Regions from separate parts of the Mus musculus genome. Here all the other regions are linked to region 1. A link is a contact called in public Hi-C, HiChIP or PLAC-seq, Micro-C and promoter capture Hi-C data. All regions are on one chromosome and are shown on one strand. The core of a region is the stretch at or near the end of the contact, and the rest is flanking DNA. Distances in the headings are between cores, read along the strand shown.

Region 1 (2,998 bases), core at 186-2,685:
TGACAGACCCCAGTAAAGGGTCAGTCACACTTCACAGACAGGCAGCAAGGATGACAGAGTTCACTTGGAGATTCGAAACCAGCCAACACTCAAGTCCCAGGATGCAATTCTGCTGACAGACAGTTTCCATGGACACTGGGACACGTAGGCACTCCAAAGACACCCAAAACCATCCCCCAACAACTCAACACTGGGGTTCACAACACAGATGTCACCCCAGAGGATCTAGCTCTGTCCTCCTGTCTACATCTATTAACCATATCAAATACCCTACCCGGGAACCCTAGATACAGTCTCAATCAGGATAGGTTGTTGAGGATCAAAAACTCATTGATTAAAAAAACTTGTTTTCTATTTTTAGCCTGGGATGTGAACGACAAAACACACGAAGTAGTTGTTAGTCTACTATTAAATTATCAACAACCCATTTTCACTTCCAAATGTCTATCCCGGATTAATCTTCCACCTCATCTCCTGGGAGTCATCAGATAGGAGGAGTGGTCTCTGCCTTGATAACCCACTGTTTCAATAGAACAGGACAGCAGCCCGCGTGGCATGGATGAGCGACGGGGAACCCCGCCACTCCCTTTGTTAAGAGAGTCATTACCCAATTTGACGTTTCCATCTGCTTCCGCAACTCACTGGCAGACACAACAAAGCCACGTAGAAATGACCATCTTTTCATGTGGCATTCAACACAGAAATAACACCAAACTTTTTTGTATGCCGGCTTTTCCAACTGCGGTGACACATGATACAGATCAGACCAAACGAATGCTTTAAATCGCCTTGAGTAAAGGTGAGTAGCCGAAGCCGAGGACCGGCATGCTTCCGTGCCATGCAGTCGGTCAGAGTCAAAAACAGGACCAACAAAACCACTATCAATCCGCTAACGTATCCTTCTCTGTGCCTTTCCGTACAGTGTGAGCAACCGCTGAGCGCGCAGATCCGGACCGCGACTCGCTTCGGGGACGTTGCTTGGGTCTCTTCCCGACCCGCGGTGCTCACACCCCCTTCCCACCAAACGAGCACTTCAACCTGATGCCCCCGCGCCCTCGACTCACCTGCTTGAAGCAGAAAGGCATGGTGAGCACGCTGACGCCCACGATGCTGTTCACCACGTTCGTGATCAGCCCCCACTTGGAGGTGGAGGCGGCCGTCATTTTGAGGGTCTAGGGACCAGGACAGAGCGACCCTAGATAACCCTAAACCTGAAGCAGGGGGGGCCGCGGACAGGCGTCGCGAGGTCAGCCTCCAGACCCTGCCAGGCTCCGCAGCAGCCTCATAGCCATGGTTCCAGGTTCCCGCCTCCGCCTCCCCAGAGTGAAGCGGGAACCCGGAAGCGCCGCAGGCAACGCTAGCAACACCTCAGCTCCGCTTCGCTGCCTCCGGCACCCAAACTTCCGCCTTCGGAGCCTACTCTACCAGGAAGTGACGGTATCAAAGGGCGGGATGAGGCGGGACGCCAGCCAACTAGAAGTAGGTGTGTATGCCCGAGGAGGCGTGGTTTGGGTGGGCCCAGAGGCGGAGCTAGGCGTAACTCTGGCCAATAAGAAGTATGTGGGGGGAGGGACGGCGGGACGTGGGGCGGGGTCTGAATCAGGGCGGGGCTACAATCTGGGTTAGGGGTTCCAGGCTTAGACTAGTGACTGTGGCCGCTGGTAGAAGAGTCATTTGCTGGGTACAACCTCTAGTGGAACAACAGGAGAGAAAGAGAAGGACTACCTTTCAGGTGAGGAGTGGGCTCTTGAGGGTTAATTTTCAGGTCCTTGCGCACAGGAAGGATTTTGGGTCACAATTGGAGGACCTGTCTAGACTGAATGCCAACTTATTGGGACAAAATTAGCACTTAACGTTTTACAGATAAAAATCATCGGGACACCGGGAGGTTCAGAGACTCAGCAAAGTCACAACAGCCTGGAGGAGGGAGCATGGAGATGTGTCTGTTTGATACGCTAAGTGGGTGAAAATGGTCTACTGCCCTAATATGAAAGAAAACCAGAGGAAAGGTAAAAAGGAGAGACTAGGGAAATCTAGGATTTCAAGAGATGGTGGCTTCTGTACTGGAAGGACTAATGAGAATTCTTCCTGGAGTAATGGACATTAAAGAGACTAGAGAAAAGAGAACGCTCCAACACCTAAGTGGATTACTGGCACCTGGCAGTGTTCTTTATGGTGGTGTCTGTGGTGAATGAAGGCCTAGGGACCTGAGGTCCAAGAAAGACCCCACAATGATTCCAGGAGGCCAGAGCTGTGCATGCAAGGAGGAACTTCAAGCTGCCTAAAGAGGCTCTCCTAGAAAACAATTTGAGGCCCATGCAAGATCTCAGACAAGGGACAAATTCTTCCAGCATCAGGCAGAGCAGCTTCTAGAGATGAGAGAGAGAGAGAGAGAGAGAGAGAGAGAGAGAGAGAGAGAGAGAGAGAGAGAAAGGAAAAGCTAGAAAGAGCAATTGGTGGCATGAGCCATTAATCCCAGCGTTCAGGAGGCAGAGACAAGCAGCTCTCTTGAGTTTGAGGACAGCCTGGTCTACATAAGTGAGTTCCAGGACAGCCATGGCTACGTGGAGAAACCCTGTCTCGAACAAAAAAAAAAAAAAAGGAGTAATTGAATACAAAGCCAGAATAGGGTTGGAGAGATGGCTCAGTGGTTAAGAGCACTGACTGCTCTTCCAGAAGTCCTGAGTTCAGTTCCCAGCAACCACATCATAATGGGATCCAATGCCCTCTTCTGGTGTGTCTGAAGACAGCAACTGTGTACTCATATACATTAAATAAATAAATCTTTAAAAAGAAAAAACCAAAATACTAAGTGTCTGTATTCATCGTTTGTAAGTGAAGTCATTGTCCACAATCTATCTGACCCGTTTCTGTGTTTCCATATTCATGTATCTGATGTTCATCCCTAAGAAGGGGCTGCTCAGGGCTGGAGAGATACACTGACTGCTCTTCCAGAGATCCTGAGTTCAATTCCCAGCAACCACATGGTGGCTCACAA
Region 2 (2,998 bases), core at 290-2,789, 510 kb after region 1:
TCAAAGGCGGGTGCACGGTGGCCAAGAGGTCAGCACCCGAGTTGGCCTAGGATCAGAGCTTCAAGAGCTGCCCCCTCCCCCGCTTTGGGAGGCTCCAAGCCAGGCTCTCTCCAGGGCTAGCAACACTAGACGCCTGAGTGGAACCCTTTCCTCTAGGGACCAGATCAGCCATTGAAAATAGGACAGGTCCAGTACAGTCTCCGCGTTTGTACGCGCGCGGGGAGGCAGAGGATGCGAGCGCCACCAGCGATAGGATGACGGCGAGCCAGGCGCGGAGCACCGGTGGGGCCAGCCAAGCCAGGTTGACGGCCTCCCGGGGTCCTGCCCCGCGCTGGCCTTACCCGGCGGGGCTGCCGTCATTGCAGGTCACCGACGTGTTCAGCAGGAGGTGAAGGCGCAGGTCCTCATTGAGCTGCTGCGCAGAGCAGGGATACAGGGACTGTGCCAGGCTCTTGACTTGCGCCATAAAGCTGTCCATGTTGCCCTCCACTGCCGTGAAGTCCAGCGGGAAGCTCTCCACCGGCTGCCCGGCGCCCGGCTCCACCTCAGCCCGCTGCGGGAGCGGCGGCGGGGGCGGCGGCTGGGGTGGCTGCTGGCCACGGCGCCTCCAGGTCTTCCTGCCCTCGCTGCCCCCAACCCAATGCAGCAGGCCCAGCAGTAGCAGCACGCGCACCTCTCCTCCCATGGCAATGTCACTCCGGCCTGTGGCCACCTGCGGAGAGCGGACGGCCGTGAGGCGTCAGCAGCGCGGGGCGCCGGGCCAGGGGGCGCGCAAGACACTGCTGCTCCTCGGCTCGGGCTCCCGTGCGTTGTCCCTGCCCCGGGCGGCAGTGTGGGCTCTCGGCGTCGAGGCTCTGGAGTCGGGCGCTACCGGCCTCCGCAGCTCGGGCTCCGCGCGTAGCCGGCCGAGGGCAATGCAGACTCTGGGTGCGCTGGCTCGGGCCCGCGCCAATGAGCGGCGGGAGCCGAGCTGGGCGTAGTTTGCGGGGGCCGCGGCAGCCCGGGTGCCCGCGCGTTAGAAGTGCCGCCGCCGCCCGGGCGCGGCAGGGGGAGGGGGCTGCGCTCACTCTTTTCTTGGCGGAGGCTTAGCCTTTTCTTCCCAAACCACAAGTCTGACGGAGGGGCCTGGACTAACCCGTTGCAACCGCCGGAGGCGCTCCCGGCCCGGCTCCGTGGGGGGCAGCGCGGCCGGGCTGGCCCCGGGCAACTCCATTCTCCGCGGCCAGCTCGGCGCCGCTACCCCCGCCCTCGGAGCGCCTCGGGGGCGGGGAGGAAGAGGCCTTTCCGCATCGGGGGCGCCCTGCGGGTTGCGCAGCTGCCCGGCCCGACGGGTCAGGGCGCAGGATGCGAACGTTCACCTAGTGCCGCTGGGGCCTTCCCTCCCGCGCCCCTGCCCCGTGCATTCGTGGGAGACTCGCACTTGGGCCCCCTTCGCATACTTGGAACCGCCCGGAGTCCTGCGCTCACCGTAGGTCCTGGAAGTCGCTGGAGCTGCGCTATCCCGCTGGTGCGCCCGACTGCGCTGCGCTCCCTCTCTGGCGCTGGCGTAGAGCCGCCAGAGACTTTTATCCAGCGGGGCCCCCGGGATCAAAGCGGCGGCGGACACAGGGCTCCGCGCCGAGGGGCCGGTAGTAGCGGTGCAGGGGGGGCCTCTGCGAGGAGCGGACAGGTGGGGCCCAAGGCCGGGCTTTCGGGGTCGACCTGCAGGAAGGATCGAGCGTGTGACTTCAACCCGCTGTAGAGTCTCCCTATCTGGTGCCGCAGTTGTTAGGAGACATGTAGGTCAGAGACCGTACTGCTACTTAACAAGGTTGGTAGGCTTTGGTGTAAAGTCCCTTGCTGCTGCACTCCATGAAGAAGATCACTAAGAACCTCTCCCTGCCCCAGACGCCACTGGAGGAGAAGAGATAGAAGATCAGAGAAGTTGCGGTCTTGGAGACCCCCTTCCATCTGCCAAGTCATCTCACCTAATGTAACTACCTCCTCTACACATCCCCAGGCTCTGGTGACCAGCGAGAATGAAATTCCTGACAGAAATCAAAACTGGGAGCCAACTTTGGCATGCACAAAACTCACAGACAAGGAGACTGCGGCAAGTTTTAGGCCAGCCATGGCTACACAGTGGACTTCTAAAGTTAAATAAATGAATAAATAATTTAATTAAAAGTCTCAGGAGCAGGACTGATGACGGTGGTAGTCGTGGTCAAACGGGCTGCACAAAACCAAGCATACCCACCCTAAGTGCACCACAAGCCAGCAGCTTGTTTTTTCTTTACCTTCTGCCTGCAGTCTGGTAGTGTTTTTCTAGAGACAGGAAACACACCTGCCTCAGGACAAGGGTCCAAACCTTGGGCAGGGCTTCTACAGCCCACAATCTAATTCATGACAGGAGGAGCCTGCTTCATCTAGTGGGTACCTGCTGCAGATCCTAGGGAGGAGTCCTAGGGAGTAGTCAAGAAGGATGCCACCTGTGCTGCAGAGCCAATACACACACACACACACACACACACACACAGCAGGCCAGTTCTCCTAAGATCCAGTCCGGAAGCCAAAAAGAAGGGTAAAACTACAGAACCCCAAATGAGGCTGCCTCCAGGTCAGATGCTGGGTTCACTCAAGAAAAAGCATACAGGAGTCTGCTCATGGGCACCTGATGTGTGTTCTGTTTCCAGATGGGAACTGAGTTTAGAGAAGCTGAGAGACCACCAGGCTCTGCTCACTTAGAAGCTCACCTTTGGGGTGGAGAGATGCCTCAGCGGGTAACAGCACTAGCTGCTCCCACAGAGAGCCCAAGTTCAAGTCCCAGATCCCACATGGTGGTTCAAACTATCTGTAACTATTTCCAGGGAATCCAAAGCCCTTCTCTGGCCTCCTCAGGCACACGGCACACACTTGGTATACAGATACATATGTGCAGGCAAAACACCCATACACATACAAATAATAACTTTTTAAAAAGTTAAGGAAAAAAATAAATCCACATTTGCTATCTCTCTGT
Region 3 (2,998 bases), core at 168-2,667, 470 kb after region 1:
TGAGATTCCCACCCAAAGCCAACTGTTGGGTGCTACAAAACAAATGTAGGACCTTGTGCATGCTGGGCCAGCATAATACCAGCTGAGCTAGCTACACTCCCAGCCCGCAAGATACAAGAGATTATCTAGGATTTGAATATGGAACCTCCTGCACCCTAAACAAGAATAGTCCCCCTGGATCAACAAGCCACACTCAAGCTTGGAAACAAGAGATCAGTCCTGCATTGGGAGCAGATACTTCCACCCTGACACAAGTGGACAGTTCCCCACCCCCAGGGCTGGCTTAGCTCTCTGAGAGAACAAGTGCCTGTCACCTGCTTTTATCCTCAAATCTAGGTCTGGCCACAAGTACTTTGTCAAGGTCAAGCTATGCAGAAGCCAGCAATATGCTGGACACTGAGGATATCCCAGTGGGATATCCCTGGGACCACCTGTATTCTTTGCCATGGGCCAGTGCTGGGCCATAGGTTCTGCTCTGCTTCCTCTAGAGCCCTAGTGGGCTATCATCATGTCAACACCACAGTGCACGGGGTGGGAGGTGGGACATGATAACGGGCAAATTCCAGGACAGCCCTTGTGCCCACTAGACAGGCAGGGCTAGATCAAAGGTCAGAGTCTGCATCTGGGCTTGTGGCACCATGGTGGGGCCAAGGTCATAGTCCACTGACACGAAGTCAAAGCTGGTGACTCAGGTGCAAAAGAACAGAAGGGGACTGAAGTTGTAATTCAGTGATGGAGCACTTGCCTGTACATATATAGCACACAAGGCTATGGTTCCCATCCTCAGCAACCAACCAAAGACAAACAAGAAACGCACAAAGTCTAGCCTATTCCGCCATGAATGCCCTGAGGAGCCCTGGTGACCATTCCGAATGCCTCTCATCCACCAGGGGTAGGCACGACGAAGGGCTGAAGATGGTAAGTTATAGAAAGGCCAACATCTTATCTCTTCGGCTTGTTGACAGCTCCAGGACTTTCTTGGAGACGTCACGGGCTGATTTGCCAGAGAAGCTCACAGCCTTCCAGCCCAGGTAATTTGGGTAAATGCCCAAGGCGAACAGACAGCCGCATTTCCGGTTTTCGGGGAGCGCACCGTCTGATGCACCCGTGTCTGTACGCTACACTCCTAAGTGACCGGAGGCCAGGTTGCCTCGTGCGGCCTCGGAAGACTCCGGTTCCGCCAACGGCCGGTGCGTGACGCCCAGGTGACCGCCCTCCCCTCGTCGCCCCACTCACCAGCCATCGCACCACACCCGCACGATGCGCTGATCTCCCGGACCCTTCAGCCCAGCAGCGCTGGCAGCCCCGTGCCCGTTCCGGATCATGGCACCGGAGGCCCCCCGCAAATCCTGGCGGCTCCCGCGACACACAGTACCGTCGCCCCGCCCTCGACGCTTGCGCGTGCTCACGCGGATCTCACCCGCTTGGCGCAGCCAATGGCGTGCGCCAACCAGGGCCCCGCCCCCAGCCGGGCCACACCCCCCTCCGCCCAGATCGAGCGGCCAATGGTCTGTGTTGCAGGTGCCCGGGCTTTGGCATTTGACTTCTCCACAGACGAACGGGGCAGGTTAGCACCACAACTGTGCGTGCAGCTCACCCCGTGCCTTAAGCATTCTTAGGAGCCGGGCAGTGGTGGCGACCCCTTTAATCCCAGCACTTGGGAGGCAGAGGCAGGAGGATCTCATGAGTTCCAGGACAGCCAGGGCTACACACGGAAACCCTGTTTCAAAAAAACCAACCAACCAAAAGCATTTTCAGGGGCTGGGTTCTTCAAAAGCGCCTCGATGCAGGCCCTCAGATGCAGGCACCTCGGTGGTGCGTGTGACAGTCATCGGGACACCAAAGCAATTGAGAGATGTTTAATAAGACTTGCTCAGACTGGAGGCTTAGTTAGATTCTCCCTGTGCCGCATACCCAATACAGAAAAAGGCTTCTATAAAGTGAACACTTGTACGTGATAAGGAGTAGAAAGAGGGAGGCCCTGAGACTAGCCTGGAGAGTGAGGTAAGGCAGTGGTGGACTCTCCTGCTGGCCAGGCCTGGGAAGGGCCGGAGCTCTTCTCACAGAGGCCTTGCTGCCACCTTTGTACAGGGGTGAACAGGAGGGAGGTGTCCTTGAAGATCAAGCCCATAGCGGGGCAGTCACAGCAGTGCAAGAGAGCCTTTCCACAAGGACAAATGGCTAAAGACGACCGTCACCGCGAAGCCGGCACCCACTAGAGCCGGAGGGGGCACTCTCGCCTTCACGGCGACACGGGCGGAGCCCCTGAACAAGGGTCAAGCCATCTGCAAAGTGCCAACTGTTCTTTGTCAACTCCGGGCTATGCCACTTTCTTCCTTTTTGCACGCTTGGCACAACCCCTGCCAAACCAGCCTCCTAGGATAGGGGGAGCTGAGGCAAGGGGGTCACTCTGGTCCCCAGGTGGGGCTTCTTCTCTGCTTCTGCATAGTGACTTCCTACTGTGGCTGCCTTCTTCACCAGCACGGAGGGGGGTCGCCAAGGAGAAGATTGGATCCTGCCACCTAACAGAAAGAAAAGCAGCATCAGGCAGGTCTGAAAACCCCTCGAATCGCAACCCTCCCAGGCACAGGAAAGCTGTCTGAGGCCACCTGCCATCCCACCTATGTCTTAATCTGGGCTTTGGCTGGAAGCAGCGTCAGTGACACCAAGCTGCAGGGGACACCAAGCTGCAGGGGAAAGTCTTCAGGGCAGCAGCAGCCCTCGCTCGACAGCCTCTTCTGTCTCACCCACTGTTGGTGGGAGCTGCACACATAGGAAGGGGTAGTGCTAGCCACAGGATGGCCTCACCTCCAAGGATAACTTGCTAGCAACTCTGGGCCCCGTCTCTCACTTGTATGGATAGGGGCAGATGGACCAGACCCTTTTCCCTTTCCCAGACTGCGTGACAGGGATGGGGGCGGGAAGAGGCCGGTTGACTGGGGAGGTGTGGCCTACAGACTACACCATGAAGAAATCATGTGTCTGATTGAAATGTAGA
Region 4 (2,998 bases), core at 167-2,666, 340 kb after region 1:
GCTGTGTGACAGTCAGGCCTACTTCTATACCCTAACCATTGGCTCTGTAGCTCATGGTTCTTAGATGTAACTTTGAAGGTCCCTCCAGTGTTTTATATACAAAAGCAGTATCCTCTTGCTGAACACCAACCATGCTTCCTTTAGCATATGACCTCTGCTGTGCCTGGCAGTGTATGTCTAGTACTTGATGGTTTCTGGGTAGGGCTAGTCTATATGGGCAAGACCAAGTGGTGCTCCTGGTCTCACCAACCAAGCAGCCAGCTGTTCGGTTCCCTACCCCACAGTAGCCCAGCTAAGATATCAGATGCTGCCACCTAGAGACCTTCCTAGACGTGAGGTTGCATGTTGTCTGTACCTGCTGTAGGAAAGGAATGGATCCAGTGTGGGAAGTGCCCCTCACCCCCTTGTTATAGGCTTCCAGTGTAGGGTGCTCTTGGGCATGGGGGAAATGCCAAGATGGCACACCCCCAAGCAAGATGCCAGATCTTGCATTGTGCAACCTTGGTACTATGACAATAAGTATCTTGGCATGGGAGGCCACCTAGAGTTCTAGACGACATCATGCTCTCTACTTCCCTCGCTGCTACAAAGTTGGGCACTGGTTGGCAGGACTGGATAGGATACTCCTATTGAATGTTCAGCGGGAGCGGTGCCTGGAGCAGTTGGCCAGGTGTACGTTAGTTTTCTGCAGGACACGTGTCTTTTTCATTCACAATGCCAGACTTAAAGCAGCCTTGGGATTCAGAAATCACCTTGGCTAGCAGGTGCACCCTCAAACTGGGAGCACATGTGGATTTCTTTGCCCGTGTTCAGTAGGTAGAGATGGGCTTCTGAGACCAGGCAGATTGGAGCTGCCTCCTAGGAGCCTGAGCCAGTAACCATGAAGAATTCACAGCCCAGAACCCTCTCCATGGTGGCTGCCTAGGGCTGTGTCCACAGCAAGGCTTGGGCTGAGTTGCACTTGGCAGGGACTCGCTGGGTGTAGGCATGGGGGAGGAGCACTGCTACCCTTTACTAAGAGCCTTTTGTCCCTGATTTCTATTTAATTTGCAAGCTGGCCTCAAGACGGTTTCCATCCCCCCCTACATCTGGGCGGGGGCTGGGCTCTCGAGGGGGATAGGGGACAGAGGTCCACTGCTGCAACACGTGTCCTTCTCCTGGGTAACACACGAAGTTAGCACCAGGGCATAAGTTCAGACTAGGGCTAGAGGGTGCTGGTAGGAAACCAACCTCCTGATGAGTTGAGAATGGCAGAGCGCCTTCGGAACTGAGACCAAAGCCATGATCTGGAGAGTGGGGGTGGTCATGGGTTAGCTCAGTTTCACAGTTGGCTCCAGTGGATCGCCTCTCATTGCTCCTCGTTGCGGCCTCTTTAAGACCAGAGGCGGAGTCTCCCAAGGCTGGAGTCCGGTGGCGGGCGGAGTCCATAGGCCCCGCCCCCGGGGCTGCGCGGGCGCATTGGCTGTACCGGGCGCGGGCGCTCGGTAGCACTTTGAACCGGGCGTTGAGCAGCTGGGACCGGAGTTGTGCTCACCGGGGTCGGGCCAGGTCGCTGCTGCTCTGGCCATGGCCGAGGCACGCGCATCTCGCTGGTACTTTGGGGGGCTGGCTTCCTGCGGAGCCGCTTGCTGCACGCACCCGCTGGACCTGCTCAAGGTGAGTGAGCCTGAGCTTCAAGGCCGAGCGGGCGGGTGAGCCCTAGGCGCCGGGGACCATCCGGGGCCTGGCGCCTACAAGGCGCCTGCTGCGGCCGCCGCTTGACTGCGCACCCGGTAATTACCGCCGGTGACGCCCACGCCGGCCTGAGCCGCGGGCTGCCCCGCTCTGCGCTGCTGGCCTCCGGCTGCGGGCGCCAATACACTTACTTCCCGGTAGGCAGCGGTGGAAAATCCCCGGGGACCCTCTGCAGCTGGCGTCCGCAGGTGACAGACAGCTATGCCTCAGACAGGACCTCCTGCTCCTCAGCTTACCTGCTAATCCCTCCGCAACCACAGTCCTAACAGATGACTGCGCAGCTTCAGCTCTGCGCTATACTTAAGTAAACTCTGCCACTCTGAGCCATTCCTTTGCCACAAACACTCGACAACTCTGGTTAAAGTTGTGCGTGTGCACAGGTATTGAGATCCAAAGACCAGCCTGGTCTCTGCGCACAAGAGCACTCCCACTGCTGGGCGCTTAGCACCACCTACTGTGAGGACTGGGGGGTGGAAATGAAGGCAATGGACTAGGTGGTGATGTGACCTCGGTCATCTGCTTCCGCTTGTTTCGTTGCTATATTGGGATCAGCACCGTCCTAAGTGAGCTAGGAAGGAGACCCTGCGTTCATAGGGTCTAACCAATAAGATCGTCTCACAGCAAGAAGCAAATAGGACACGTGGTTTTGTAGGGTTTTGTGTGTGTGTGTGTGTGTGTGTGTGTGTGTGTGTTTCTTTAAAAATAAATGCTTATAGGACAAACTGAGACAGCTGTCTTCCTGTTCCCCAGGGGCATTCTCGGGGAATTTTTTCCTGATTCTGTCTTACTACAGAGAACAAAGAACTCACCCACTCTGCCCAAGGAGCTCTGGCTGCTACTTCAGCCTGTGGACTGAGCATTCACACTGGCTGCCACCTCCCCCGTCCCCCACATTGGATTGGCCCCTGAGGTCTGAGCTGGCAATCCAGCCTCAGGCAGTTTCTACTACTTCAAGCTTCTAGGGTGATCTCTGTCAATAGCTTTCCTTTCTTTGTTATTTATTTGTAGCCCCAGACTTACCTTGAACATGTTACGCAGCTAAGGCTGGCATTGGACCTTCCATGTGCAGGGATTTCAGGCATGCATTGTTTCTCCCAGATAGCTTTTCTAACTAAGAATGCTGGCCATTGGGTACACTGGGGACTGAAATCTCACTTTTCCTAGGAGTAGCATATACAGGTCCAGCCCCGGGGCATTGCTTCCGGCAGGTATTATAACAGGAAGAGGCAGGTACTGGTTGTTCTGGGAAGCACTTCATGACAGT
Region 5 (2,998 bases), core at 274-2,773, 320 kb after region 1:
GGAAAACATGCTACAGAAGATAGTCCTGACCAGAGCCCTGTCTGGTCATTTCACAAAAGCACACAGACAACTTTTTAAGTGGATTTAAATTTATGATGCAGGAGTTTGAACCTAGGGCTTCAAGTGTAGCTAGGGCAAGCACTCTCCTGAGCTACATATCCAGCCCCAGATTGGCTTTTAAACAACAGGTTTTGGAAATAGCCAAGGGGGAGTTGTACGAGGATGACTGTCACTGGTGTCTTTAAGTAAAATTAAGTCTACTGTGGCCATCAGCTCTTCATCCCAGAATTTGATGCCCCTTCCTTCTACAGATAGGACCAACAAGAGGGATGTAAAGTGTTGGTCGTATTCAGGTATCAAGGCATAGAACATGCTGTGCCTTCAACAAGCCTCCTAGAATCTGAGCCCTGCTCAGGAAATCAGACCAATGCACAGTCATCAAAGACCCCCAAACCCGATCCCATGAAAAGCAGGGCCAATACTTGATGGTTCAGGGAGTCAGACAAAACTGACCTCCAAAGAAGCTTGAAGTATTAACTCACCAAGAGCGAATGGCAGTTTCCATAGTAACTGGACCAGATGGGGCTCATGCATCCCCCGAGCTCTCGGATGGTGATCTTCCTGTGGGCCACAATGTCTGTAAGGTTGGTGCCCACCTATGGAAAAAACCACGATGCACTGAGACCAGCGCAAGCGGTGTGCTGTGGTGAGCTTCTGGATGGCAGCACCGCCATGAGGGAGCTAAGCATCCACAGCCAGTGACAACTGCTCAAGCCCTCTGCTCTCGCCACCAAGAAATGCAGCTCTCTGGGGGCTCCAGGCCAACGTCAACCATAGAGATGGGCCTTGAGAGTGACGAGGGAATGAATTTCTAGGGATGGGAGAGAAAGGTGCCCACCGGAAGACGGGCTTCGGGTTCTCCACACTCAGAAGTCTAGTGATGGGAGTTCCTCTGCCGCAGACAGTACCCAACCTACTGACCACAGGCACCGCGGCTTCCATTAGAAGAGGTCTGAGGACCTTTGCAAGCCTCAAAGGGCATGCATGACCTGAGAGAGGCCGACACCTACCGTGGGCCGCGTCGGTGGGGGCTCTCCCAGGTCGCCTTTGCCATCTCCGGAGCTCAGCTGTCCCGGCGGTCAAGGGCCATGGCGTGGCAGAGGGAGGAGTTCCCGTGATGAGCGACCCCGGTGTGCTCCCTCCCCACCCTGCCTGGGACTCCCTGCCTGCCCACTCGGCGCGGAAGGATATTCTGAAGGCGTTTCACCAGCAGGGTCTTCCCGACCCCAGCAGCTCCAAGCAGGAGACACATCCCTTCCTCGGATAACGCGCTTGTACCTCCGAGCTACCACGCAATGAGGCCCGCCTCCGCTTAGCTTTCATTGGATAGACCGCTCGTCCAGGCTGCTCATTGGTTAGTCCCAATGGACTGAGCGGTCCAATGGACGCTCAGAGTCAGTGTGTAAGCGCAAGTCTCGCCATGGAGCAGGACTCGGGGCGGCGCGGAGGCGTTGCGCGTGCGCGAGCAGAAAAAGAAAGGCGGAAGCGGAAGTTGGGGGGCGCGTCAGCTCCGAAAGAGGGAGCGACTGCAGCGTCGGTCCGGAGTGGGGTCGCCATGGGGCGAGGCAGCGGCACCTTCGAGCGTCTCCTAGGTAACGCGTCCGCCCGTCAGCTCCAAGTCAGCTCCCTCGCGCGCACCGGCCAGATGCTGCCTCCGTAGGTCTCAGGAGAGCGGGCCGGCCACCTAGACCGGCCGTCGGCCTCCGGGGAGCACTGCACGGTTCCCGGGCCTCGGGTGTGGCCGCCCGGGCTGTACACTGAGTCCTGGGGTTCCAGTGACGAATGCTCTTTGGGGGTCCGTGACGGACCTCTCTTCCTCCGGGTCCGACGGTCCTGAACCGATTGGGCCAAAGTCCTGAGTCATGAAGTCATGACTCAGATCTTAGCTTCATGCGGGTCTCAGACCCCGATACCTTTTCGCAGGGTGGAACCGATACTGCCTTCCTTAAACCTTTCGAGCCCCTTGGGGAATGCTTCCTAGGACCTCAGCCTCTTGCGCTCTGGTAGTGCCTGGGGGTTTGAGAAGACATGTATTTCTCATTTTTGAAGGTGCTTGTTGATATCACTATCTGAGGTTCCTGGACAGTGTAAATTTTAGGAGGGAAAAATGAGTTTGACATGCATGCACCATTCCCTCAATAAATGTGTTCAGGAGCAGGCCCCATCCTAGGCTGCTCACTTGCTCCTTTTTGAGCTAAGGTTTTCAAAGGGGAATCTTAGATGATGAGATGTTTACCTTAGTCTCATATCCTGGGAGGTTCAGCACGTCAGGTATGAATCCACTAACTTGTTGAATGAGTAACAAGGGTGGTGTATCTTGGGATAGCTCACTTTCGTAAGGGAGGGGTGATCCGAGTGTGAAGAGGTGTTGGCTGGGGGTACCACTTGACATGGAGAAATCATCCCTCATCTTCTAGAGCTTGCTAAGGGACCCATTACATTACCCAGCTAAGAGGTAAAGGACAAAACTTCTAAATGATGGGACTCTGTTGAGAAGCAGCAGGGTATGCCATTTTAAAGTGCCCAGCAAGCTGTGACAAAGGGCATTCTCTACCTCCTTTATCTTTAAAGCAGATGCAAGTAGTACCTCTCTCCAGAGGGTCTGTGGGAACTGAGTGAAGCCGAGCTTGAGCTGACAGCTGATAGGGACTAAGTATCATTTCCACATTATTTGCTTCTTGCATGGGAGGATGCCATTTCCATGGTTGTCAGTGTACTTCAAGAGGATTTTCAGTTTGGTTTTGGCTGTATAAAATGAGGGATGTTCTTGACTTTTGACGGGCCGGCTCGGAAACATAGCTCAATGGACCCTTTGAATGGGCATCTCTTCCCTTTAGACAAAGCCACCAGCCAGCTTCTGTTGGAGACAGACTGGGAGTCCATTCTACAGATCTGCGACCTGATCCGTCAGGGGGACACACAGTAAGTGAAGAGAACC
Region 6 (2,998 bases), core at 299-2,798, 270 kb after region 1:
GTCAGGTGGTCCTAGGGTGTTTGAGAAAGCAGGCTAAGCAAGCCAAGAAGCATGAGCATTCCTCCATGGCTTCCACTTCACTTCCTGTGCTGCTCTCCCTCGAAGACTGCGACCCAGGATGTGTAAGGCAAATCAGCCCTTTCCTCCTCCCCAAGCTGCTTTTGGTAGTGGCGTTTTATCACAGCAATAAAATCCTAACTAAAACACTGACTTATTTAAAAAAACAAAAAAACTCCACATCTCACTATGCAGCCTGGGCTGGCCTCAAACTCAAAATTCTTCTACTTCTACTTACTGGGTGTTAGGATTACAGATGTGTGCTACCCCCCCCCCCCCCAGGGACAGAGGGTCACCACACTACAGGGTTGGGCAAGTCTGCTGGTTTCTGCCACTGTGAAGCACACACCTCAAGCACATGCCAACACTTTCTTTCCCTCTGACAGGGCAGACTCCCAGACACAGCTTCCTGCTCCAAGACTGCTGAAGGCCTGCTTTCCAAAAGAGCTGCCACAATTCTACTTGCTCTGCTCCAACTTGACATGACTTGTGGCTAAAGAACCGTTTTCTCTCTGAAGCTATTCACAGAACCATCGTGGGTCATGCCTGACCAGAGGTGTCTCGTGGCACTAAATCAGCTCCAGCCTTTGAAGACGGGAGGTGACAGATCATTTCGCAAACTTTCAGCTGCTGTCAACAGGACACACAAGAAAGAAACTGAGAGAACAACTGGTCCAGTGCTGAACAGCAAACCGAAGAAGAACAATGTCTGCAAGTACAAGTACTGACAGACATGCAGAATCCCAGGAGCGGGGGCTGCAGCTCTCAAGAGCTGCCCTCACCTCCTTATCCCCCATAATTCAGAGGCAATAAAGCTGTCAGACTGTAACCAGAACTTCTGCTTCTAGCACTGGATTAAATATGTCTAAACATCCTCTAACTATAAAATACTTGGCTCAGACACTGGATCGATTTTAGCAAATACACTGTAAAAACACTGCTGAGCTCCAAAGGTAAAAAACACCCAGGCCTTCCAAAGCTCGCAGTGATGTCACTAATAATAGCAGAGGACACGACTGTCCCTCGGCCAAGGCCAGGATCAGGAACTTGAGGCTCATAGACGACAGTGTTTACTGGGCAACAGATGTGTCTTTGAACTCCCTGCTCACATTTGACTGCTGAGCCTGAATCTCCTACATAAACCAAAGGACTAGCCAGACTTGATGGTGCACACCTGTTATCCCAGCACTTGGGAAGGAAAAAAGCAAGCAGTTACAAATTCAAGGTCAGCCTTAGCTAGACGTCAAGTGCAAGGCCAGCTTGGATAATGTGAGAACGTCCTTAAAGAACAAAAAAACCCCACATGACTCAAGGATGTCAGAACAACCAAGAGAATCCAGGAACTCAGAATGGGAACCAAGAAGAAACTGAGTCTACTTCCACCAGATGCTCTGCAGGGCAAAGTCACCTCCAAGACCAGGCACACGCATATGGAGTGAAACCTGGGCTGCTTCTGGGATCTGGAGACCCAAACCAGAAGAGAATGCAGCTCCACAGCACCCCCTGGTGCTCACATAAGCAAATGCCACTAAAGCTTGCATCAAATAGATCCTCTTCGAAGCCACACTTACCCCAATAAAAACCAAAATTACAAGGGAAATAAATTTCCACGAGGAAGAATTGACAGAGTAAGGGCTGAGAGAGAGAGGCAAGTCTATGACTCAAATGCTGGAATTACAACTCATAAACACAAACTCCAGAGAATGGATCAGAAACCTTTCAGGAAAAAGCTAGGAGCCGCCTGGCATTTTGCAGTGCTAGACATCAACAGCCCCTAGGAAAGGGAATCAAATCACGCTTTGGTTAGGCCTAGTGGTTCAGGCCTGTAAAACAGCTACTCAGGAGACAAAAGGCAAGTCCAAAGCTAGCCTGGGCAACACAGAAAGAAGACCGTCTCAAAATAAAAAGTTTAAAAATGAGGAGGAGAGGGGCTGGTGAGATGGCTCAGTGGGTAAGAGCACCCGACTGCTCTTCCGAAGGTCCAGAGTTCAAATCCCAGCAGCCACATGGTGGCTCACAACCATCCGTAACAAGATCTGACTCCCTCTTCTGGAGTGTTTGAAGACAGCTACAGTGTACTTACATATAATAAATAAATAAATCTTTAAAAAAAAAAAAAAAAAAAAAAATGAGGAGGAGAGACCTGGGGATACAGGGTAATGGTAGGAAACCATACTCAGTCTCGTGTTTTGTCCCCTGTCCATCTTAGTCTCTACCTGCCTCTTGTCTGCTGGGGTGAACTGTTCTGCCCCACTGCATGCTCCTGCAATGTCCGCTTTACCACTCCAGAGGCGATGGAGCCAAGTCACTGTGGACTGAAACTAAACCAAAATAATCTTTCCTCCCTCTGTTTCCTCAGGTATTTATTTTGTCCCACTAGTGGAAGAATACTCCACAACACAGGATACTCATACCAGAACACCACAACCCACATAAATCTGTACTTTTTTCAGAGTCTCACACATGCTAGGCACATGTGCACCCACCACTGAGCTGAATCCCCAAGCCCAGTGATTATTACAAACTTTCTGTAGCACATTTATTTATTTATTATTTGTAGTATGTTCATATTGACTTGTTTTACAGGGGTGGCAGTCAGAGGACAGTCTGTGGGGGTCAGTTCTCTCCTCATGTATGCCCCAGAGTGAGCTCAGCTTGTCAGGCTTGATGGCATCACTTTTACTTGCTGAGCCATCCACCATACAAGCCTTTATTTATTTATTTATTTTATTTAAGATAGGGTCTCACTTTTTTTTTTTTTTTTTTTTTTTCGAGACAGGGTTTCTCTGTGTAACCCTAGCTGTCCTGGAACTCACTTTGTAGACCAGGCTGGCCTCGAACTCAGAAATCCACCTGCCTCTGCCTCCCAAGTGCTGGGATTAAAGGCATGCACCACTACGCCCGGCTCTAATTTTTTTTTTTTGAAGTATTTGTTATTACT

What was found. Hi-C and Micro-C count contacts between places; a contact is called where the count stands out from the background. HiChIP or PLAC-seq counts read pairs in DNA pulled down with a chosen protein or histone mark. Capture Hi-C pulls out chosen DNA fragments and counts their contacts.
Region 2: a Micro-C map of embryonic stem cells shows a contact between it and region 1, with 2.6 times the contacts expected there. The contact joins the promoter of Notum here to the promoter of Slc38a10 in region 1. A contact is called at or near these places in 1 of 39 promoter capture datasets (pre-B cells) and 1 of 484 Hi-C or Micro-C datasets (embryonic stem cells).
Region 3: a FOXA1 HiChIP or PLAC-seq map of pancreatic cancer cells shows a contact between it and region 1. The contact joins the promoter of Pcyt2 here to the promoter of Slc38a10 in region 1. A contact is called at or near these places in 1 of 39 promoter capture datasets (pre-B cells) and 2 of 115 datasets of contacts at active chromatin or transcription factors (bone marrow-derived macrophages and pancreatic cancer cells).
Region 4: a FOXA1 HiChIP or PLAC-seq map of pancreatic cancer cells shows a contact between it and region 1. The contact joins the promoter of Slc25a10 here to the promoter of Slc38a10 in region 1. A contact is called at or near these places in 2 of 39 promoter capture datasets (hippocampal neurons and second pharyngeal arch cranial neural crest), 2 of 115 datasets of contacts at active chromatin or transcription factors (bone marrow-derived macrophages and pancreatic cancer cells) and 1 of 9 other capture datasets (adipose tissue).
Region 5: a contact with region 1 is called in a promoter capture Hi-C map of adipose tissue. The contact joins the promoter of Hgs here to the promoter of Slc38a10 in region 1. A contact is called at or near these places in 2 of 39 promoter capture datasets (hippocampal neurons and second pharyngeal arch cranial neural crest), 1 of 484 Hi-C or Micro-C datasets (cerebellum), 2 of 115 datasets of contacts at active chromatin or transcription factors (bone marrow-derived macrophages and memory CD8 T cells) and 1 of 9 other capture datasets (adipose tissue).
Region 6: a contact with region 1 is called in a Hi-C map of uterus, with 2.9 times the contacts expected there. The contact joins the enhancer-like site here to the promoter of Slc38a10 in region 1. A contact is called at or near these places in 1 of 484 Hi-C or Micro-C datasets (uterus), 5 of 115 datasets of contacts at active chromatin or transcription factors (bone marrow-derived macrophages, embryonic basal ganglia, embryonic hindbrain and 2 more) and 3 of 9 other capture datasets (adipose tissue, liver and pancreatic islet).

What each region holds. Positions count from the first base shown.
Region 1 is chr11:120,149,916-120,152,913 of GRCm38.p6, forward strand. It overlaps Slc38a10 (solute carrier family 38, member 10), which reads right to left and starts at 1,436. Exons shown (of 17, transcript NM_024249.5): 1 at 1,065-1,436. The coding sequence starts at 1,163. Gm11769 (a long non-coding RNA gene) reads left to right here and starts at 492. Exons shown (of 3, transcript XR_389232.4): 1 at 492-799; 2 at 923-1,483; 3 at 1,864-2,806.
Region 2 is chr11:120,659,654-120,662,651 of GRCm38.p6, forward strand. It overlaps Notum (notum palmitoleoyl-protein carboxylesterase), which reads right to left and starts at 1,540. Exons shown (of 12, transcript NM_001382269.1): 1 at 1,468-1,540; 2 at 342-712. The coding sequence starts at 685.
Region 3 is chr11:120,616,528-120,619,525 of GRCm38.p6, forward strand. Pcyt2 (phosphate cytidylyltransferase 2, ethanolamine) reads right to left here and starts at 1,418. Exons shown (of 14, transcript NM_024229.3): 1 at 1,237-1,418. The coding sequence starts at 1,325. Sirt7 (sirtuin 7) reads right to left here. Exons shown (of 10, transcript NM_153056.3): 10 at 1,844-2,522. The coding sequence ends at 2,321.
Region 4 is chr11:120,490,421-120,493,418 of GRCm38.p6, forward strand. It overlaps Slc25a10 (solute carrier family 25 (mitochondrial carrier, dicarboxylate transporter), member 10), which reads left to right and starts at 1,417. Exons shown (of 11, transcript NM_013770.2): 1 at 1,417-1,656. The coding sequence starts at 1,567.
Region 5 is chr11:120,466,112-120,469,109 of GRCm38.p6, forward strand. It overlaps Hgs (HGF-regulated tyrosine kinase substrate), which reads left to right and starts at 1,524. Exons shown (of 22, transcript NM_008244.3): 1 at 1,524-1,652; 2 at 2,898-2,982. The coding sequence starts at 1,616. It overlaps Arl16 (ADP-ribosylation factor-like 16), which reads right to left and starts at 1,489. Exons shown (of 5, transcript NM_197995.2): 1 at 1,252-1,489; 2 at 1,071-1,129; 3 at 543-656. The coding sequence starts at 1,312.
Region 6 is chr11:120,422,248-120,425,245 of GRCm38.p6, forward strand. All of the region lies in intron 3 of Nploc4 (NPL4 homolog, ubiquitin recognition factor), which reads right to left. Among named protein-coding and RNA genes, the nearest start is that of Nploc4, 14 kb to the right of the region's middle. Within about 2 kb of position 1,549, at least 25 of the 459 cell types and tissues checked have an H3K27ac peak or open chromatin away from gene starts, as enhancers often do. A contact at or near this core is called in liver and uterus, where this site is marked.